3 separate regions of the Macaca mulatta genome follow, and regions 2 and 3 are each linked to region 1. The links are chromatin contacts, called in public Hi-C maps. All regions are on one chromosome and are shown on one strand. Each heading gives the region's core, a stretch centred on a gene start, on an enhancer-like site or on the middle of the called end of the contact. The rest is flanking DNA. Distances are from core to core; before and after follow the strand shown.

Region 1 (2,738 bases), core at 137-2,636:
CAATGTAAATCAAAAATGAAATCCTAAGGCCCCTCAACCATCTGCATGGACCCCCACCAAGCGCATTCCAGAGTTAATCTTGTTTTAGGTTGTTTTAAGAAAAACATGTTTAGGCCTGATGGGAGGTGGGGGTGGAACTTGCCTCATTTTGTCCTCCTCCCTTTTGGAATTCAGGAAAACCAGACCAGCATTTAACATGCTGGATACTAACCTGGAGGCTTCATCTGCATGATAAAACCTCAGTCTCCACAGCCTCTTATTGTAACCCAGATATTCCTTTCCATTGATAATAAATCTTTCAACCAAATGCCAATCAGAAAATTTTCAATCTACCTATAACCTGGAAGCCCCCGACCCCCCCACCGCCTCAGTGGTCCCACCTTTACGGACCGAACCAATGTACATCTTAATCGTACATGTACTTGACTGATGACTCATGGCTCCCCTAAAATGTATAAAACCACACCGGGCCCCGACCACCTTGGGTACATGTTCTCAGAGTCTCCAAAAGGCTGTGTCACCAGCCATGGTCACTCATATTTGGCTCAGAATAAATCCCTTCAAACATTTTACAGAGTTTGACTTTTTGTCAACCGCAGGCTGCGTCGCTCCCGCGCCCAAGCAATCCTTTCACCCACAACTTTCCGAGTAGCAGGGACTTCAGGTGCGTGCCACCACGCCTGGCCTTTTTTTTTTTTTTTTTTTTTGGTACCTTTTGTAGTTGTGGAAGGGCGGGGGGGGGGGTCTTGCTATGTTGCCCAGGTTGGTCTCGAACTTCTGGGCTCAAGCCATCCTCCCCCTTCGGCCTCCCAGAGTGCTGGAATTACAAGCCTGAGCCACCGCGCCCAGCCTATCTTTTAATTTTTAACTTCAAAGTTATCGTTAAAAAATCCCCCCAAAATATGAAAAAAATAATGTACTGATCTGTAGTTTTTCTCTAATTCACTATCCTAAATATATTAATTGCAATCTCATCAACGGCAACTTGCATTTGAAATTTTCCACCTTAAGCGGTATTTTTTGATAAGATGGATTTTTTAAAAAAAATCTACACCAGTAAACTAGAGTGAGAGACCCCTGCAAAGTCATACATGGGCCCTAAGTCATCGAGATTTTCCAGCAAATAATTTGCAGAGTGCTGTTTTTTCCTAGGTTAACTTGCAATCCTAAAACGGAAGGAGGTTCCGTTTTTAGAAGTTTAAATGTTGTCACACGGGCGCAAGAATACATACAACAGCCATGCTTTCCAGCTCTGCACACAACGCCAGGCAGATGGGGAGCACCGAGCGGTGCGGGAGCCCTTTCACCTGGGCAGGGCGGCTGCGGTGGCCGAGGGACCCGGGACCTGCAGCCCGAGCCGGCGCGCACCCAACCAACTTCCTGTTTCCGCGGTAGCGCTTGGGACTGTCACTGCAGCCCCGCCCCAGCGGCCTCAGGCGGGTGGGAAGCCAGAGTCTTGCCGGAGCCGCCGCGTCCGCCCGGCGCCTGCGTCCCACGGCCGGCGGCGGAAGCGGGCTGTCTGAAGGGGCCGGCGGGTGGCGCCCGGGGCTCCGCGGCCTGTGATCCCCAGAGCGGACAACCCCAGCTGGGGCTCCGTGCGCAGCTGCGGAGAGTAAAGGCCGGAACCTACGCTCGGCGGCCGCGTCCGGGCCCCTAGCGCCCTCCCCGAAGCGCCCGGCAGGCTCGGCTGTCCGACTGTGGCATTACGGAGCACCCTGGGCAGTCGCCGCAGAAGCGCGGGGGGCGCGGGAAAGGCATTTTGGGGACACGGGAGAGCTGCGAGGGCGACGCACGGGCGAGCTGTCGTTAGGGCCCAGGAAAGGCCTAACGGGGCGCACGGGCGGGTAGGGGAACTCGCGCCCCCACGCCGCGCGCCCGGTCTCCTGACGCCAGGGCCGGCTTCTGAGCACAGCCACGCGGCGGCCGGGGGCGGCCACTGCTCCCCGCGAGCCCGCGTCCCCGCCCCAGATCCCGCGTCCGAGCTCCAGGCCCTGGAGGAGCCGGGCAGGCAGGCAGCTGACGGCCCCCGAGCCGCTCCCGGGCTCCGCGCGCGGTGGCAGCCAGGCCGTGCCTCACCGTTCCCCTCCCGCGCCGCGTTGCCGCTCCAGGACCCACCAGACCAGGCTGGGCCTCTCCGGCTCCCCCGGAGCCTTGGAAAGTGCCCTCCAGAGATGTGCTTAGGAAGTGTGTGATGAATAAAGGAGACAAACAGGATAACTATAATATTTATTATGCACTTGCTTTTTTCTCACTGATGTTACTAATTTTAATGGTGTAGCACGGCGTGTTCCAGTTTTCTAAGTGCTCTCACATCCGTTCAAAAAATCCTCAAAATAAGCCTGTATATTAAAAGCAGGAGCCATTATTCCATATTTCAAGGAGTAAACAAGCTCAGAGTAATAATCCACGTAGAGCCTTCCAACCAGCCAATTCTAGTACATTTTTTACAAATCTATGAGTGTGGTTAATACACGGAGATGTGGTATGAGGAATTATCTAGGACACAGCCAGCAAAATGCCTGGTATACAATTAGTATGCGGTAAATGGTTATTATTAAGAATATTGTAATATCTTCTGATATGATCAGGTGAACCACTTCGACATAATAGAAACTGGAACAGCCTAATTCCATAAACACACTGATATGACACCGGGGATTGTTTGCAGCCTCACCTCTAAAGTATTCTCTCTGACTAACAAAAGGAAACTAGACCCAGTTAAGCTTTTAACTCTAACC
Region 2 (2,738 bases), core at 74-2,573, 55 kb after region 1:
GTTTAATTTCATTATTAGGATAAGTGTGTAAAAAATGCCCCATCAAGGTTCTTGTACAAACTGCCATTGTTCTCCCAGACTCCGAAGTGGCACTCCAGAATAATTTTACGTGGGTCAGCATCTTTTATAAAAGGGGTAGGCAGAGCAGCTTACGAAATTAACCTTGGAAACCACGCGGCCACTCTTTCGGGAAATGCCTCCTATTTATGTTTACATGGGCCAGCAAGAGAATCCAAGGTTGGAAAGGTCATTCCTCACCACAGAGGCTCATCGCAATCACAGTTCCGTCTCCAAATTCGAGTTTTGGGTGTAAAGAGTTTATAAAGCCCAGCCGCTGTCCTCGCAGTGTTTGGGGTTAGCGGAGGGAGAGCTTGTTTGTATCCAAACCTCCCGCGCGGGGCGGCCCCCTGCGGGAACACTGCGGCCTTGTGCGCTGGGCGGTCTGAGCTCCTGCGAGGCCTAGAACGACGCCTGGCGCCCAGCGGCTTCCGCGAACAAAAAGCGACCGGTCGGAAGGTGCTGGCCCGGCCGCCCCAGGCGCTCGAGCCCGAAGCCGGCCACACAGCAGGAGGGGACGCCTGGCGCCACGTGCTCGGGGATCGACGGGCTGGACGCGCCCCCGGCACCTCCTGGGCCGGGACCTTACCGCACCGCACGGGTCCACCCAGACAGTAGCTGCCCCGGACCCCCAATACCGCCGCTCCTAGCCCCTCCCTCCCAGCTCCGCGGTGGCCCAGGCCGCCCTCGGCGGCAGGACACAGTTCAGCAGCAGCCGGAGGTGGCGCCTGTCTCAGCGCGCGGCGGCGGGGCGGGGCTTGGACACGGGCCGGGCTCAACTTGAGGGAGGCGGGGCTCGAGGCTCAGAGAAGTTGGACTTGGAGCCCACTCCGCGCGCAGCGGGGCGGGGCACGGCGGAGCAGGGTTGGGTCCGCCCCGAGCAGGGAGGGTGAGGCCGCACCAGGGGGGCGGAGCTAGGCACTGATTTGTGTTCAAGGCTAGCCCGAGGGGCGGGGCCAGGTGTGGGGCGCAGAGGGGAGCGGGAGGGGCGGTGCAGGACGGGGCGGGGCACGGCGCGGGGCGAGGCCAGAAGCGGCAACGGGTGCGGGGCGGGGCCGGGAGCGCCAAGGGGCGGGGAAGAGAGGGGCGGGGCCGGGCTCTGCGGGGGGCGGGGCGGGCAGTGCAGAGCGGGGCCGGGCGCGGGAGCGGGGAGCTGGGCGGGGAGCGGGGCGGGGAGCGGGGCAGGGAGCTGGGCCTGGCTCGGCACGGGGCGGGGCGGGGCGGAGGGCGGGGAGCGGAAAGCAAGACGCGCGGCTCCCGCGGCCCGCTGGCTGCCCTTCCCGCCAGCGCAGGTGTGGGACGGGCGGCGGACTAGGCGCAGAGCTGCGGGAGCAGGCAGAGGGAGTCTGGAGCCTGGCGGCGGGACGGCGGGATCCGGTGGGAGCCGGAGTCCCGCCGAGGGGGGCTGGAGGTGGAGGGGCCCGGCGAGGCCGCGATGAAGCCGAGCGGCGAGGACCAGGCGGCGCCGGCGGCCGGCCCCTGGGAGGAGTGCTTCCAGGCGGCGGTGCAGCTGGCGCTGCGGGCGGGACAGGTGAGCGCCGCGGCTCGGCTCGGAACTCCGGGCGGAGCAGAAGCGCGTGGGCCTTGGGAGCCGCCTGGAGTGGCGGGGTCCTGGCGCGCAGCCGGCGGGCGCCCGGAGTCCGCACCCGAGGGCGCGGGGAGCGGCGCGGTGAAAGGAGCCTTTGTGCTGGTGTCCTGGACACACCTCCCGCGCCCTTCTCCAGCCCCCGGAGCCCTGGCGGCGAGCCCCTCTGCTTTGGAGTTGAGCCGCTAACGTGACCTTTGCGTTTGAGTGAGTGGTCAGGATGTAGAAATCTCTCCAGGGCTAGCGTCCAGGGCTGTTGATTTTTAAGGACCTATGAATGGATTCAGCTCGCGGGAGGCAGCCCGGGGTAAGCCCCAGCCGCGTGGGGATCTGATCTGGCTGGGCTGCCGTTTGATTGTCCTGGCTGCAGCATCCTCAACCCAAACTTACTCTGACCCACACCTTGAAAGTGGCTCCACTCCACGACGGGCACGGACTCAAGAGTTCAGGAGGAACTTGTTACACTGCCCGGAAGGATGAAAACCGAGCCGCAGAGCTACCGAAAACCAGCGAGCAGGGTTTAAAATGGAGTTGCAGTTCCTCTCTTTTTGATTTTTGTGATTGTTCCTTCCACTTTCCTCAGTACCTTCAGCAGTGCCTGACACACCGTCAGTACTGGTAGGCAAGCGAGTGTTGGTTCTCCCAGGACTGTAAGATGGCTTACTCCATGTTTGCCTCTTAGGAGGTGATTGTGGGCCGGGCGCGGTGGCTCACGCCTGTAATCCCAGCACTTTGGGAGGCCCAGGTGGGTGGATCACCTAAGGTCAGGAGTTTGAGACCAGCCTGACCAACATGGTGAAACCCCGTCTCTCCTGAAAATACAAAATTAGCTGGGCATGGTGGCGCGCTCCTTAGTCCTAGCTATTTGGGAGGCTGAGGCAGGAGAATCACTTGATCCTGGGAGGTGGAGGTTGCAGTGAGCTGAGATCGCGCCATTGCACACCAGCCTGGGCAACAATAGCGAAACTCCGTCTCAAAAAAAGAAAAAAAAAGTGATTATTTTCGGAGATTTGAGAGACAGGAGGTGTGCTGTGGGCAGATTGGCCTTTTATATTCAAACAGCATTTTTTTTTCTTTTGAGGTCTGACAGTCCGAA
Region 3 (2,738 bases), core at 120-2,619, 54 kb before region 1:
GCTCCATGGTGAAGGTGGCTTTTGAAGGACTGGCAGGGTGTCAATAGGCAGAGATGCATGGACAGTAAATCCAGGCAACAGGAACAGCATAGCCAAAGGACGGGGCGTCAGTCACATTCTCTCCACTGGCCAAATGACACAAATAATGCTCAACTTCCGTGCTGCGGTTTGCTTTGACTGGCAGAGGGGCGCAAAAGGCAAGGGAGCCAGCGTGCTGCACAGCAGGTTTAGCCTCCACGCCCAGGGTTTGGAGAAAGTGAAAACATCAGAGCTATGTCTTCAGAAGGTCTTGTGGTGTGAAACTGACTGGCAAGCTATCACAGAAAGCTAAGCGAGGTGGTGGGCCGCTGGATTAAAATGATCTCCAAACAGAATTCGCTCTCAGGGTTCATTTTCAGCCTAGCTCATTAGGGCAGATCCGGTCTTCTTGCATTATTATTGCTGCATCGGAGGAAGCTTTCTAAAAAGTGACAGCACACATTGCTGCCATTTGAAAGCCTGCATTTTTAAAGGGCGTAATACATAGTGACAGTTCTGATGTATGCCCGTGGGTGTGGGTCCTAATATCTCACCATACTCTGCCTGCATAATTTAAAATGACAGTTTAGCCTGTCAAACTTAAATGTGAGTGAAGTTCCATGGATATTTATAAAACATCAAAAAGATAGAATGGTGTCAGCAAAAGATGGGTCTTTTTATTACTAAGCCACGGGACGATTTTTGGATGATAATTGCTGGCAACTCACCTAGAAGCTGAACTTCCAGCCAAAGTATAAATTTGGTGGTGCCACAGTTTTAAAGGTTATTTTCACCCATGCAATAAAAGGGTATTACAGAACTCCGGCACAAATCGTAGTCAAAGATGGAGACGCGTCAGTGACCCGTTTGTTTTTAATGTATTGTTTTGATGTTTTTGTTTTTAATGTATCCGTGGTTTCCAGTTCCCCTGAGAAAGTGGAAATTACCCATGCTAATAAAGCAAGCGTTCGTGTGAAGACCTAGCTGATGTTCGGCTGGGTTTTAGCCAGCTAGCCAGTCACCCTTTATAAAGCCTGCCAAGTTTGGAGCTTGGGTAATTTTACACGCGGATCTCCACAGATTGTCTGCTTCGGTAGATGACTAAGAAAGTGCGTGGGGGCACTAATTTTTGTGAATTTACTAATAACGTTAAGAACTTTAAAAACCCGGTAGAACGCACCGCAGGAAGCGAGCGTACAGCGCCGGAGCGTCCGGCCGGAATCCCCCTGCGTGCGCGGCCCCCGGCGCCGTCCGTCCCGCAGGCCCCACCCCCGGCGCCGTCCGTCCCGCAGGCCCCGCCTTTGGCGCTGGGCTCTGACGTCACCACCTGCGCCGCGCACGGTAGAAACAGGAAGTGGGACCAAAACAAAGGAGCGGCGGCCGGGAGCGGAGTTACCTCACCTTCTGTCTCTTCCGCGCACGTCTCAGCCGGGCCGCCGACCCCAAGGAGCCGTCCGACTATGTCCAACATGGAGAAACACCTGTTCAACCTGAAGTTCGCGGCCAAAGAACTGAGCAGGAGTGCCAAAAAATGCGATAAGGAGGAAAAGGCCGAAAAGGCCAAAATCAAAAAGGCCATTCAGAAGGGCAACATGGAAGTTGCGAGGATCCACGCCGAAAATGCCATCCGCCAGAAGAACCAGGCGGTGAATTTCTTAAGAATGAGTGCGCGAGTCGATGCAGTGGCTGCCAGGGTCCAGACGGCGGTGACGATGGGCAAGGTGACCAAGTCGATGGCTGGTGTGGTTAAGTCAATGGATGCGACACTGAAGACCATGAATCTGGAGAAGATTTCTGCCTTGATGGACAAATTCGAGCACCAGTTTGAAACTCTGGACGTCCAGACGCAGCAAATGGAGGACACGATGAGCAGCACGACGACGCTCACCACTCCCCAGAACCAAGTGGATATGCTGCTCCAGGAAATGGCAGACGAGGCGGGCCTCGACCTCAACATGGAGCTGCCGCAGGGGCAGACCGGCTCCGTGGGCACGAGCGTGGCTTCGGCGGAGCAGGATGAACTGTCTCAGAGACTGGCCCGCCTTCGGGATCAAGTGTGACGGCAGAACCCGCTCTGAGGTTTCCTGGCCATAGCCACCCTTCGAAATGCTCTCTGTGTGTCAGAGAGATACTATACCCTAGAAACTCTGAACACGCCAGAATGCTGAAATGCTCTTCTACCTTTGGGTTTACAGTCGTCCCCTCCAGATAAATTAAGAAATTCAGTATTTCTCCACTCTTAGCTGGGTTCTGAAGTTCTGTATAGCTCGTAATGATGGTATTTTTATAGCAGCCTTTTAACAGAACTAGTTAATTTGGTGTATATGAATCTTTCTCGAAGATCTGGTCAAAACTGTATTCAGTTTTCTGACTAGAATGATCAGATTGAAGGTGGTTGGTTTTTATTATTGATATTATTTAGTGTGATTGGTAATATCTAGAATGGCAGGCGGTGCATACAAGTTAAAGAGGGGGGAAAGGTAAACACCATTCAGTGTATTCGGTAGACTGTGCTATTTCTGTTTATCCTTTGGGTTTTGGTTTTTGTTTTTGCCTTCACAGTGAGACTGCAATTGATCTCATAACGTATGTTATTAATAAATCTCGTCCCATAATTTATACTGAAATTACCTTAGGATATTTTTGCATAATGCTCTCTTACTGCTTACATTCTATACATTTTTCATGTGATAATTGTCTTTGCGTAACTGGGAAAAATG

Evidence for each region. Hi-C and Micro-C count contacts between places; a contact is called where the count stands out from the background.
Region 2: a contact with region 1 is called in a Hi-C map of liver, with 3 times the contacts expected there. The contact joins the promoter of IMPA2 here to the promoter of MPPE1 in region 1. A contact is called at or near these places in 4 of 14 Hi-C or Micro-C datasets (CD4 T cells, blood, fetal cortex germinal zone and 1 more).
Region 3: a contact with region 1 is called in a Hi-C map of blood, with 4 times the contacts expected there. The contact joins the promoter of CHMP1B here to the promoter of MPPE1 in region 1. A contact is called at or near these places in 3 of 14 Hi-C or Micro-C datasets (CD4 T cells, blood and fibroblasts).

What each region holds. Positions count from the first base shown.
Region 1 is chr18:81,615,850-81,618,587 of T2T-MMU8v2.0, reverse strand. It overlaps MPPE1 (metallophosphoesterase 1), which reads right to left and starts at 1,386. Exons shown (of 14, transcript XM_077975333.1): 1 at 1,233-1,386.
Region 2 is chr18:81,561,067-81,563,804 of T2T-MMU8v2.0, reverse strand. IMPA2 (inositol monophosphatase 2) reads left to right here and starts at 1,323. Exons shown (of 8, transcript NM_001258195.1): 1 at 1,323-1,588. The coding sequence starts at 1,493.
Region 3 is chr18:81,669,910-81,672,647 of T2T-MMU8v2.0, reverse strand. It overlaps CHMP1B (charged multivesicular body protein 1B), which reads left to right and starts at 1,369. Exons shown (of 1, transcript NM_001194816.2): 1 at 1,369-2,738. The coding sequence starts at 1,479. The coding sequence ends at 2,078. The region is part of intron 5 of GNAL (G protein subunit alpha L); the gene reads left to right.